Regions from separate parts of the Gossypium hirsutum genome. Here region 2 is linked to region 1. Evidence: chromatin contacts called from public Hi-C data. All regions are on one chromosome and are shown on one strand. Each heading gives the region's core, a stretch centred on a gene start, on an enhancer-like site or on the middle of the called end of the contact. The rest is flanking DNA. Distances are from core to core; before and after follow the strand shown.

Region 1 (6,055 bases), core at 2,165-4,664:
CTAACACACATTTTAAATAAACTTAACTTTTTTAAAAAAACATATTTTGTTCAAATCGTTCTAAATTTTGAGTAAAACTTCAAGTTTAGATAAATAATTTATCCCTTGAACAAGTTTAATTCCAACCAGTATGGCCAAAATCGGGTGAAAAAAACTATTACAATCAATACAAATCAAAATTTTCATTGCCACAAAAAAGAGAGTTTGATGGTCCATTTTACCACTAAAATGATGCAGAATAGTTGGTAGTATTAGAGCTAATGCGGAATTGACTACCTTGAAATATGTATCAAGTTGTAACTTTGCTTATTAATTGGTTGGAACATATATCCTTAGTTTGACTATTTGCACCACCAGCCCTCTGCCTTGTGTCATGTATTATTGTTGGAGTTAGTAGCTATTTATTTAACATGTCTTATATGCCATCCAGTTGCTTACGACGTTTGAGTCTTCTGGATTGTTGATTCTTTCGGATTTAGGATTTGATATGATGGATTGTTTTTAATAATTTAAAAATGTTTAATAAATTTTAATTTTTTAAATAATTTTTAAAGTGTTTACATTGATAAAAAGGTTAACTTGAAGTCTGAATTTGATTACAATTTTTTTTTAGAAATAAAATTTAGTACTAAATTAAAATTTCAAAAGGACTAAGCTCCATTAGTCACTACGTGCATTGCCTGTTGAATATTCTCTTCCAACAAACTTCTCAAGTATGACGGAGATCAATAAAAACAATCAAATGACTAATTCCACCTTCGGCCTCCTTAGCGATGGAATCAACAACCTTATTGATGTCCATCAAAATGTATTGAAATTTCACTTTCTAATCCTTAGAACACCAGTCATGAATCATTCTAACTTCACCAATCTTGCTAATCGCTACTAATCCATTTCGCAGAGTATTAATTAAAAAAACATTATCACTTTCTAATTCCACTTATCTAAAGCCTAGCATTCAAGCTAATTTCAATCCTTTGATCACTACTAGTGCCTCACCCTAAAATATGTTAGTCATACCCATCTCCATTTCCAAAATCCACCAACCAACCTCCATTTGGTCCTCTTATCACTCTACCAATTGACACCCTTATTCCATTCATTAACACCGAACCATCCACATTAACTTTGACCCATCCATTAGTTGGAAACTGCCACCTTTTCCTCGCCATGGACGTACATGCCCATTACTCAATAAGACCCTTGACTTTTAAAGACTTTGGCAATAAAAAAAATCATATTTTGACTTGAAATTTTGTTTGATCAAAGTTAATCTTTGAACTTAATAATTATTTTCACATTGGAGTCTGAATTGTTTCCATATCAAGGTTTCAATTTGACAATTGTTCCCATATTGAGACCTGAACTTTAGTCTCGAATAAGAAAAAATTCAAGCTCCAATGTCGGAACAACACCCAAATTCAAGATTAACTTGAAAAAGAAATTCAAACCCCAATATCAAAATAGTAGTCAAATTTAGGTCCGAAAAATTATTTAGCCCACTTTTAAAGGAATTTTTTTTCTTTAACAATTATAAACTAAAACTAAGCGGTTGGTGAGTGTTTGCTACTGTTTTGTTGAACAATCCAGAAATGAAACAAATGTGAAATAATAATTGATGTATTAAGGAATGCATGTGGACTGATAATAATACCATATGAGAGAGGGACCATTTTATGTAGTACTATTTAGCCATTAATGAAGACTTTTTCTTTTTCGTACACTGTCAATATTTCATTTTCACGTCTTTCATTTATACTATAAATCAGTGAGCTAGAGCTTGCGAGTTATTATATTTTATGTATTTTGAGTTTGAATTTCGGGAATAATTTAAAAAATATTACAAGAGTTTTACTTACATTTAGGGTTTTTAATTTGATTTAATTTTGAATTTGGTTAAAACTTAATGTGATGATTAGATATTTAAAAATCTATGGAAACTTTTAATTTTATAAATGAGTTGAGATTTTTTCACGTGTCTTTAAATTGTATCTGCTTGTGTATTATACTCGTATATAAGGGTTAACTCCGTCATATATCCTTAAACTATAATTCCATGTTTTAAACCTGCCACAAACTTTAAATCATTCTGATATTGTTCTCAAAATATCAGTATTTTATTAATCAAGTCCTTTCGATAATCTAAATATCAACTAGGGTATTAAATAGTAATCAAGATGTATATAGAGCATATTTAAACACTTGAATCAAATTTTAAACATATTTATACATATTACATGGATAGTCAAATTTAATATTTCTTTAGAAAATGCTTTTTAAAATTTTAATGAAATTTAATTAAAAAAATTAAATTTAAGTTCATATTTTCTTAGTACATTGTAGGGATGAACAAGAAAAATCGAAAAATGAAAAACCGATTTGAAATCAAGTATGGGGACAATTTACGAAATACAATATATATAAAGAAATTATAGTTAATTTTATTTTTCATTATGTAAAAAATATTTCTATTTAAAATAATGACAATAATTTACAAATTCTATACAAAATTTTAAAAAAAATTAACATATAAGATTGATTATTTTTATTTGTTGACTTTTTTAGAAATGTTTATAAAAGATAATTTTAAAAAATTTAATTTTTAAATTAATATAAAAATTAAAAAATTAAATTGAATTATTATCAATTATTCGGAAATTTAAAAAAATTTAAGATAAATTTAAATGAATGATACAATTACTTATAGTTAATAAAAAGAAAAATAATAATAAAATTAAATACTGTAATATAAAATAAAAAATAAATTAAACACACCACACTTACCTAAATGATTGGTTTTGAAACTGGCTAACGATGAGACTCAGTCTTTGATTGTTTGATTCCTTCGTAATGGCTGGTGAGTCGCGACTCGTGACTGATTCGTGTGACGGAGCAACAGGTCGAAATCGAACACACTTAGCAGCAGCAAAGGAACTTGTCTGAGGCCACGTGTTCTAGACTCAGTGGTGTGGGACACTCCCCCTCTTCATCTGATTCGCTACGTCATCTGTCCTAATGTTGCCGCGTGTACATCTTAATCATTTTTAAATAAATGATCAAAAGAGTCATTGAGTGAGCATAATAAAATATTTTAGGGTAAATTATACTCAAGGTCACTAAACTATTAGTATACTTACATTTTAGTCACTTAACTTCATAAACTTACAAAATAATCACTGAACTATTCAAAAAATTTTATTTAAGTCATTAGAATAGTAAGTGTTTTTCTTAAAGTACAACTAGAGAGTTTTAAATGAAATTTTTTGAATAATTTAATGACTAATTTGTAATATTTTAAAATTTAGTGACTAAAATATAAATTTATTAATAATTTAATGAGTTTGGTATAATTTAACAAGTTTCAAAGTCATTTTGCAAGTATAAATTGCGTGGTGGAAGAAGAGGGGATTTGAATTTCACCCTTTTTATTATCTTATCATGAAAAAACAAACAAATTGATTCACAGAAAAGCCTTTAAATCACCATAACTTAGTGGGATCCGTGCTTTTATTATGTATTCTCTCTTTCTCTGTCTAATCAATACTTACTTTTAGTTCATACCCAAAAACACTTTACCTTCTTTTCATTTCCTTTTAGTTTCTTCTTCTTCGTCTGTAGAATTCCAGTAAAAAAAATGGCATCAGATGAAAGCATGACGGTTGTTTCATCTATCCATGATGATGAATATGATGATATTGATGTTGGGTTTCATCCACATAATTTATCCAGGCTTTCTATGTGTAATAGTTCCATGTATACTAATGAAGACGACGACGACGATGATGATATGGGGATGTATATGTCAAGGTTATCGATCGAAAGCTTCGATGCAGACGTTGACGAGGAGTTCACCGTCAAGGAACTTTCATCGGATTCCGACGGCGAACCTAGTTGTTACTCTCTTCCCGCCACGCCCCCTCGTCGGAGGAGTAGACCCAGGGCGGCGGTGGTCAAGGATTACGCTAGTGAAAACGAAGCTCAGAGACCGAGAGGGCGGCGGAGCAAGGATTTGAGGAAGAGGAGAGTTATAAAGGGAAGATGGATTGATAAAGAAATGGGTTGTAAACATGAAGGGAAGAACAAAAGTGGGTTGTACTACAATTACAGCCATAGCAATTACAGTGGGAGTTTTAGTGGTGAAAGTGAAGGGGGTGTAGTGGTGATTACGAGACCTAAAGGTGGAAAACGATCGTTGTGTATGGATATGGAGGAAGTGAAGGCATGTAGGGACTTAGGGTTGGAATTGGAGATGCCTGGTCGTGTTTCATTATCAGGTTCCGCCATTGATAATACTAGTAGTGGTGGTAATTCCCCCATTGCTAATTGGTGTATCTCTAGCCCTGGTTAGTGTTGTCTTTTTTTTTGTTATGTAAAAAGGGTTAGTATGTTGAGTTTATTTGATGGGATATGGGTTTGGTTTTGCAGGTGATGATCCTAGAGATGTCAAGGCTCGGTTGAAAGTTTGGGCACAAGCAGTGGCTCTTGCATCCACTTCCAGGCATTGTAGTTGACACTTCACTACAAATTTTGGTTCCAAGTTTTGTACTTTTTTGGTGGAATGTATGTGGTATGGTTCTTCGCAGGTTTGTTTTGAAACATTTCTATCGAGGTAGTGAAAGTAAGATTGTATTTTTGTTGATTTTACTTTAAAATGGGATAAATTAAAGAGTAAATTATTATTTTTTTAAATTTTATTTATTTATATTGTTAAAAATTGATTTAGTTGATAGAATAATTAATTGTGTTATATGTATTTTTAAGTTTCCTGTTGGATTGTTGGGGTTTGGCATTAGAGAGATGCATGTACCCATTTTTTTATTACTTTGTGTATAGGGTTTAGGGCTTGTAAATTTAACAGGATGGGCTTAAATTAAACTTTGTGAAAGCAGTAATTTTCCCAGTTTCATGTATTCTTTGCTGATCTGTTTTATGTTTTCAATGTTTTGAGATTACTTTTAATATTTGGTATAATGAATGTATTTGTTTTTACAATTCATAAAAAATGATATTTTTTCAAGGTTTATAATTGTCACTTTTTCTGAAAGTGCAGTTTGCATTTGAAATTTGATTGAATATGTTGTAATGAAACAAATTCAAATTTCCCCCACAATTCACAAATGTTCCAAAATGATGATTTGTTTATATAATCCAAGAGCAATAAAACAAGGCCTGGGTCATATGTTCATCATTAGGTTAAGAAAGAACCGTAATTTCAATGGCATATGCCAAGAATATGAACAATGCATAAACATGATTGAGTATAGCCATTCAAAGGCATCAACAATGGCAACCACAGGATAGCTTAAAGAGCAATTTTGAAATGTTATAAGGCAAAAGATCCAACATATCTACTTAGGACGTTGACTTGGAAGTTATAAACTTATTGGCAATTGTTCAAACTCAATTACGGTAAAAATACCATAGAGACCCCTACACTAATAACCCTATTGCATTTTACCCCTTAACTCAAACAATGAGCAAATTAACCATTTTATGTTAGATTAAAGAACAAATTGATTCCCTTTGTTAAAAATTTCATTTATTTTTACAGTTAAAAATTGACGTGATCGACAAAATAACCATAAACTTACATGCAAAGTGCCATTGTACCTCATTCTAACATACAAAGATCAGTTTTTAACAATAGAAACAAGTTATTCTTTAATCTAATGTACAGGGACTAATTTACCCATTTTTGTGAGGGAATAAAATGTAATCCAACTCTTAGTACAAAAGCCTTTATGGTCAATGGTTCATTTGGAGCCACAAAAAAGCAAATTATATATATATTTTGCTCATTGGAATGCTCAGATATCAAAGGTCTATGGAGGCATTTATTGCTTATTATCAAATCATATGAATGTTACAGTTTCCACAAATTCTCAATTACGGAAAAGAATAATTATGAAGCCATAGAGGCCTCAACAATGAGTCAATGAGAATTTCCCATTCACTTGAGGATAACGTCATGACAAGTTTTGTCGCAAGGGTACGGACAATCGATAGCTTTAACGGCTGTTCGGTCAAAGAACCAATCTCCGACCGACACTGCAAT
Region 2 (6,796 bases), core at 3,110-5,609, 140 kb before region 1:
AAAAAATCAATTGCCCTTAAGAACTCAATTTTGAGCATTATGCATGGAAAAAACATCAGGAGGGTAATTAAACTATTAGTAAGTTTACAATGTGATCACTTAACTTTAAAAAGTTACAAAATGATCATTGAACTATTCGAAAGTTTTCATTTAATTCTTTGAGTTATTAAAATCGTTGTTGTAAGGCCCTATTTGTTCATACCGCTTGCACCAACCGAAAGCTCTCATTCCCTTTCTCTTTTACAATTTGGTTTTTTTTTAATAAAATTGCTTTGAACATCACGAGTCTGAAACAAAATCCAAACAACTTTCTTCTTCAATCTCTAATATTGGCCATTAGCTTAACTTGAATCTAAGATATGTTAATGTATTTATCGATGAGTACTAGGGCCAGTTTAGCATTGCTTCTCAAAAGCACTTTTGAGACAAAAAATATTTTTAAGATAAAAGTATTGCTAAACGAAATATTTTTGAGTTTTTCAAAAATACTTTTGGGATTAAAAAAATACTATGCAAAAACACTTTTTTGGCCAAAAGTAGAATAAGAAAATTTTAACTTTTACTTAAAAGTGCTTCTGAAAAACAATACTAAATTGGCTCCTAGTTCAACATACTGATCGTCAAATTGTCGTTTGGAACTCAACAACTAAATTTAAAAAAAAAAAACTTAACCCCTAATGGTTTAAATGACAACTTTTGAATAGTTGAATGAAGTTTTAATTACCTAATACTAAAATGTCTTTAAAAATGGTTGCAATGTTTATGTGATGCATAAACAAAATAGAGTGAATTAATAAATACTGTTACACTAATAAAATTATAGTATTAATTGGTCAAGGAAAAAAAAAACATATTAAAAGGTTGTTTAAATGAGTATGAATAGTGAAGAGCTTTTGCCTGAGAAATGAAAGACAAGGCTGTAAGTAAATAATTGTGGAATGAATCCTTATTGGCTACCAAAAGAATAAATACAAACAATAAAAATTAAAGGACATAGGTGAAACCCCAAATTTGGAACAACAACAACAGCAGCAGCAAATTTCTGGAATTTGGGGAACATGAATGAAATGGAACAGGAAGAATTTGCTGCTGAGAATTTTGGGTTTTTGTAATCAAAGCATTTATGACATATTAACAAGGTCTAGATCTGGACTTGGTTGTTTTTTAACTTAGCTTTAAGCTCCAATTAAGTATTTGAATTTAATTTTTTAGTTCAAATTGGTATCTAAATTAAGTTTTTTATCACTTACCGTAAATGATTTATTTGAATCAATTTAAACTTTTAAATCAAATTTAGGTACTTAATTGTATAAAAAATTAAGTTTTTTGGTCACTTACCGTAAATGATTTATTTGAATCAATTTAAACTATTAAATCAGATTTAAGTACTTTATTGTATAAAAAGAAAAAAACTCTTTAAATACAAATTTGAACCTTAAAGCTAAATTTAGATACTAAAATGTATATGTATCTTTCAATTTTTTATAAAATTCAAGGATCAAATTCTAATTAACTGAGTTAATTTCTTAATTTTCGTAAACTAGATATATGAAAAATAAAATAAGTTGTTTTTTTTTAAGGAAAACCTTGCTTGATTCCAATTGCCTGCCCCCAATGCCATCAATATTTCATATGGTCCTTGTGCTTAGCCCTAATGCCACACCAAAATCTAGATACATGGTTGTCTCCAAGAAACACATGGCTCAAGACTTAATCAAGTTAAATTGCTTGACCTTGATTAAGCAATTCGTATTAAGTTCGACTTCATTCGTACTTAAGCTCTTTCTATATAATAAGAGAAAGAATATAATTTCACAATATAAAAACATATTAAAATATAAAAAAAACTCAAATTTGGTTTAACCGATTACTCAAGCTCGACTCATTAATTATCAATCTAGTTCTTAGGTTTTCGTTTTACAAATCGAACACAAATAACATTTTACGATTCGAACACGAATACCTCGCAAGCACCAATATCTCTTTTACACCCTTCATAATGATAATAAAAACACAGCATGTAAACAGGAAATATTTGGTGATACAACAATCAATGCATGTATAAGCAAGCATTTCTGAATTACACACTGTTTATATACCAAAGTGTATAAGCATTTATATTCATGCAGCTTCAAGCATCGGGCTGTTTGACTCCTTGTTCTTTGCCGGTAACCCAGAATTCTGAATTGCTGATCCGCTGCCCGGAGCATCATCTGCTAGTTTTAGATTCAACAAAACGTCAGCCAATGATTGATCAGTTCCTTCTGAATCACTAACTCCAGCTTCGGGATTTAGATCTTTAAGGTTTCCACTTCCGATTTCTAGCTCCAATTTCCTGAACTCCTCTTCAATATCTTCGTCCTCCATGTCCAGGGACGGAGCTGGTTCTTCAACAGTAAAAAAAGAACAGGTTAGACAAGAAGACAGTACGCAATAACTCGATGGAAATTAATTGCCATTTCACAATAACTACAAGGATGGCTAATAAATACTACCTAGAGCCTTTTCAACTTGCTTCTGTGAATCAATGCTCTCTTCGAGTTCTTCTAAACAAAGCTGAACTTCTTCAATGCTTATTTTATTCTCCTTTATCACTTGTGCTCCGATCTGGATTGCTTCAGTTACCTGCCATCGGGGAGTAATACATCAGCTTATTCACTATCTGCCAATTTTCTCGATATCTAAAACCGAAGTCAGAAGCTCAACTATGTCATGTTTATATCACGAAAAGAGAAGTTTTAAGTTGTAGTAGCTGACCTGTTTTGTTGATTCCGCATTTGCAATAACACTTAAGACCTCTTCCACTCTGTTAAGAAGTGAGTTACATTTCTCTCTATTCTCGGTGCCCAACTTCATCTCTTTTGCATGTCTCAAGGCCAATTTCTTGTTCCCAGACTTCAACAAGGCTAATGCTGACTGTCTTGACCTGCCAAATATAAACTCAACCACAAGACCGGTATATTTAGAGCTTAAAAACACTGAGCCATGCATATAAGATGCAAATGGTTTTAAAATCAATACATTTGTCTCGAAATATTCTCAGTTCAAAAAAGAGTTAAACTGAACTTCCGAACCAGTCAGCATAGTGCAACTGACTCTTGTCCTAAACCGATTAACCATTAACCATCTTCATATGCATTGACCATAATTCAGCAGATGAAATAAGACCAAAAAACTCAAAAGAAAGATTACATTTCCCAGCGCCGGTCGATCACATCGAGTTGTTGTTGAAGTTTTTCTTGAGTCCAAATGAGGTGGAGAGTGTCAAAATCTAAACTCGAGACACCAGAAACCACAGCTGACGAAAGGGAAACTTTTATACCCTGCAATAAATCAGATTACTTGCAATAACAAAAAATTTGCAAAGACTTTATAACTCAAGCCAGTTTATCGGCACAAAAAGTAGCACACACCTCGATTAGTTCTTTCTTGGTGGTGGAGAGATATCGACCTTTCCTGCACCCTGACAAGTAACTCAACACAGCATAACCTTCCTTTTGTCCTCCACACATACTCTCGAACTTGTTCCTCGTAACAACGCAATATGAATTCCAGTGACTTTCGGACAAACACTTAATCACTTCATCAGCTTTCTCCTAAGAACAATTAGATTAAAACAGTTCAAATATTCCAATTTTTAGTTCATGAAATAGTACTTTTCACAAACATGTTGCAAACCTTCAACAATGTTGTAAGAATCAGACAATCTTCAAGAAGGATACTTTCAGGAGACATTGTTGATCTGTTCATCAAGCTTTTCACTTTATAAAATAATTGAGTTATTCTCCCACTATAAGGACCCACCATGTCCGAAATTCGAGTTATTTCACCTTCATTATACATAATAAACTGAAATTTTCATCAAAATAATAAAACCCAAAAATTCCATAAAACAAAACAATCAAATTAACCCATAATTTAGCTCACCAATACGTGATCAATGCACAAAGGAGTTAAGCCTCCTCTATTAAACCACTCATTTTTCACCTACAAAACAATTTATAGGCAAAACGAAATAAAGACCAATTTTATAAGTTAAAAATAAGTAGAAAATTGAAAACCTGGGGAGGGGAAATGATGAAGACACCAAAGTGGCGGGCGATTTTTACGATCAAATTTTTCCAGAACTGGAATTTGGGTTCCCAATCGGATTTTTGACCGCTAAAAGCTTTAAAACGGGCCGTTGCGATTAATTCATAGTCCCAATCAGGTACTTCTTTTCTTATGAATTCCTTCACTGATTTCGAATCCATTTTTCTTCTGAAAATGGAAAAATTCAATTGACCTCCCGCTCAACCCAAATGCTTCCGTTAGGTTTTTGCAATTTTCTCGAGAAATTTACTAGGAAAAATTAAAAAGGAAAATTCAAATGCGATTTGGATTGTGAAGCGGATCAAAACTTGGATCCAAGCCCAATTGAAATCTTTCACGGCCTTTTTTTTTTTAACATTATTAGGGTATTTAGGTCTTTTAAATGAGAGAAATTAATTATTTTAAAATGTTACTAGCTGGGGTTACGTTAGGGTCAAGTTTTCTTTTTTAAAAAAAAAACCCTTTACCTATTTTATCGGGCTCAACTTGAAAAAAAAAACCTATTTTACGATTTTTAAAAATTAATAAATTTATTAAAATTATTTTTAATATTAATATTTTATATAATTTTATAATTAAATTTAATTTTAAAAATATTTTTTATCATTTAAATTAAATTCAAATTAGCCCAAAACATAAAAATTTTGTCCCAATTAGATCGGGCGAGCTGTGGAGCCATGAACAGGTATATTCCTCCCCAAAACCAGTAAATTAATCTCTATTTTAATTTATGAGAAGTTGATGCTTGTATTTTACGAAAATAAAAAAGTTTTTAAGAAAAATAAAAAAAATTATCTTTATTTTAATTTATCAAAAATAGATACTTAATACTTTACAAAAATTAATCTTTTTATGTTATTCTTTTTCTAATCCCCGTGTTAATATTGTGATGGTAAAAAAATTGAGTAATATTTTTTTTAGGATGTCACGATCACAAAATGTAACATATTTACAAATATATATATATATTCAATCAGTTAAAATATAAAATTAAATTAATACAAGAAATAGCAAAAACTCACATCCATATATCACAATTAAGTACTACATCAATTTAAGATATGAGCTATCTTATAAACTTATTTTGATTAAATGTAATTTCTTCATCAATTATGTAGGGTTAATTTTTGTGATGTTATTTGTTGAGATTGTTGTTGGTTTTTTTTTTATGTGATGCTCCAATTTGTTAAACTATAGGAGTAAATTTGATTATTAAACTCACTTCTCCTTTTTTTTTTTTAAGTATAATGATAAATTTAGTTTCGAATATTTATATTTAGCCTTTATTCTTATTTAAGTTAAATTTAACCCTCAATCTTTTATAAAAAGTAGAAATTGACCATTAACTTTTTAAAAAAGAGCTCAATTGTTATTTTTTTAATGACAAAAAACATGGTAGCCCATACGGCAATCCACGTGTTCTTTATACTATTTTTTTGAATTCTTTTTATATTTTTAAAATTTTATTTTAAAATATTTTTATAATTTTAAAATTATTTATTAACGTGACATATAAAACAAATAGTGTCATATTAGCATGAAGTGTGCAGGTTCCTATGCCTACATCGTTAAAGGAATTAATGTTTTATTCATGATTTTAATTCTTTTTGAAAAGTTAATAGTAACATTTATTTCAAAAAAATTAAATGTCAAATTGATAAAAGATATAAACATATTCAAAAGTGTGATTATATTTTTAAATTGTATAGATACTTATTTACTTAATTGTTGTGAATAAAAATATTCCTAATTTATTTTTTGTTCAATAATGAACAACCAATTTAATGTGAATCATTAAATAGACTTTTTGAATACTTAGCTATTAAGGAATAACGAAAAATACCTTTGAAACTTCCACCACAAAAACAAAACTAAATCAATTTCTAATTAACTTGAAGGACATGATCAGCTGTAGATGTCAAAACCCACCACTTTCCTCTGCTCCTTATTAAATAATATCAATATTTATTGCATTAATAAATTTTAATATATATATATTCATTCAAGATGGTAAATTGTGATTAAAACACATCACACAAACCTTAAACCAAATGTTAATCAACTCATGAGTGATGCATTATCAACATTTTTTTAAACAATTTTAATTTAAAAATAAGTGAAATAAATAGATATTTATGAACATAATAACTACTCAATTTGTATGGTGTTTTTGAGTCGGTGATTTTAGTTATGGAAGAAGTACACTAAGTTAAAAGGTCATTAAAGATACAAAACCTACAATTACTTTTTTCTTTTTCGTACAAGGCACAAATATATTTATTAGAAATTAACCTAAAAATATATTCCAGGTATGACATGACAAGTCATAGTAAACCCCACTAAAATACACAAATTAAAAGTTTGAACTAAACATTACACACAAGTCAAGCTTTTCAATTGTTGGAGCTTTTACGACCTTCAGCTATTTTCTTTTCCTTTTTTTTCCCTAAATTGGTCCTCAAATTTGATAAAATTGTTTTGTAACCCCTTCAAACAAAATATAAATTAGTATAATGGTAAATTTTGATTTTAACCCTTCCAAAATTTTATGTTTTATCTTGGACCCCTTTAAAGCAATTTTTTGACTTAACCTAAGATATAATATTGGAGAGGGGGAAGGGCATGATAGGGCATAGGGCAGGGGCAAGTAGTAGCATTGGCCCCAAAAATGGTCAAGTTGCTTTGTAGCCCTTTGATAATTTAA

The links. A called contact is a pair of places that touch in the nucleus more often than the background predicts.
Region 2: a Hi-C map of leaf shows a contact between it and region 1, with 6 times the contacts expected there. The contact joins the promoter of LOC107922970 here to the promoter of LOC107922998 in region 1. A contact is called at or near these places in 21 of 34 Hi-C or Micro-C datasets (anther, callus, fibers and 5 more).

The regions. Positions count from the first base shown.
Region 1 is chrA12:83,332,655-83,338,709 of Gossypium_hirsutum_v2.1, reverse strand. It overlaps LOC107922998, which reads left to right and starts at 3,414. Exons shown (of 2, transcript XM_016853201.2): 1 at 3,414-4,343; 2 at 4,426-4,900. The coding sequence starts at 3,635. The coding sequence ends at 4,511. LOC107922988 (pectin acetylesterase 3) reads right to left here. Exons shown (of 12, transcript XM_016853192.2): 12 at 5,813-6,055. The coding sequence ends at 5,951.
Region 2 is chrA12:83,476,113-83,482,908 of Gossypium_hirsutum_v2.1, reverse strand. It overlaps LOC107922970 (charged multivesicular body protein 7), which reads right to left and starts at 4,359. Exons shown (of 8, transcript XM_016853174.2): 1 at 4,062-4,359; 2 at 3,928-3,987; 3 at 3,679-3,849; 4 at 3,414-3,596; 5 at 3,193-3,323; 6 at 2,758-2,926; 7 at 2,496-2,625; 8 at 1,854-2,387. The coding sequence starts at 4,253. The coding sequence ends at 2,122.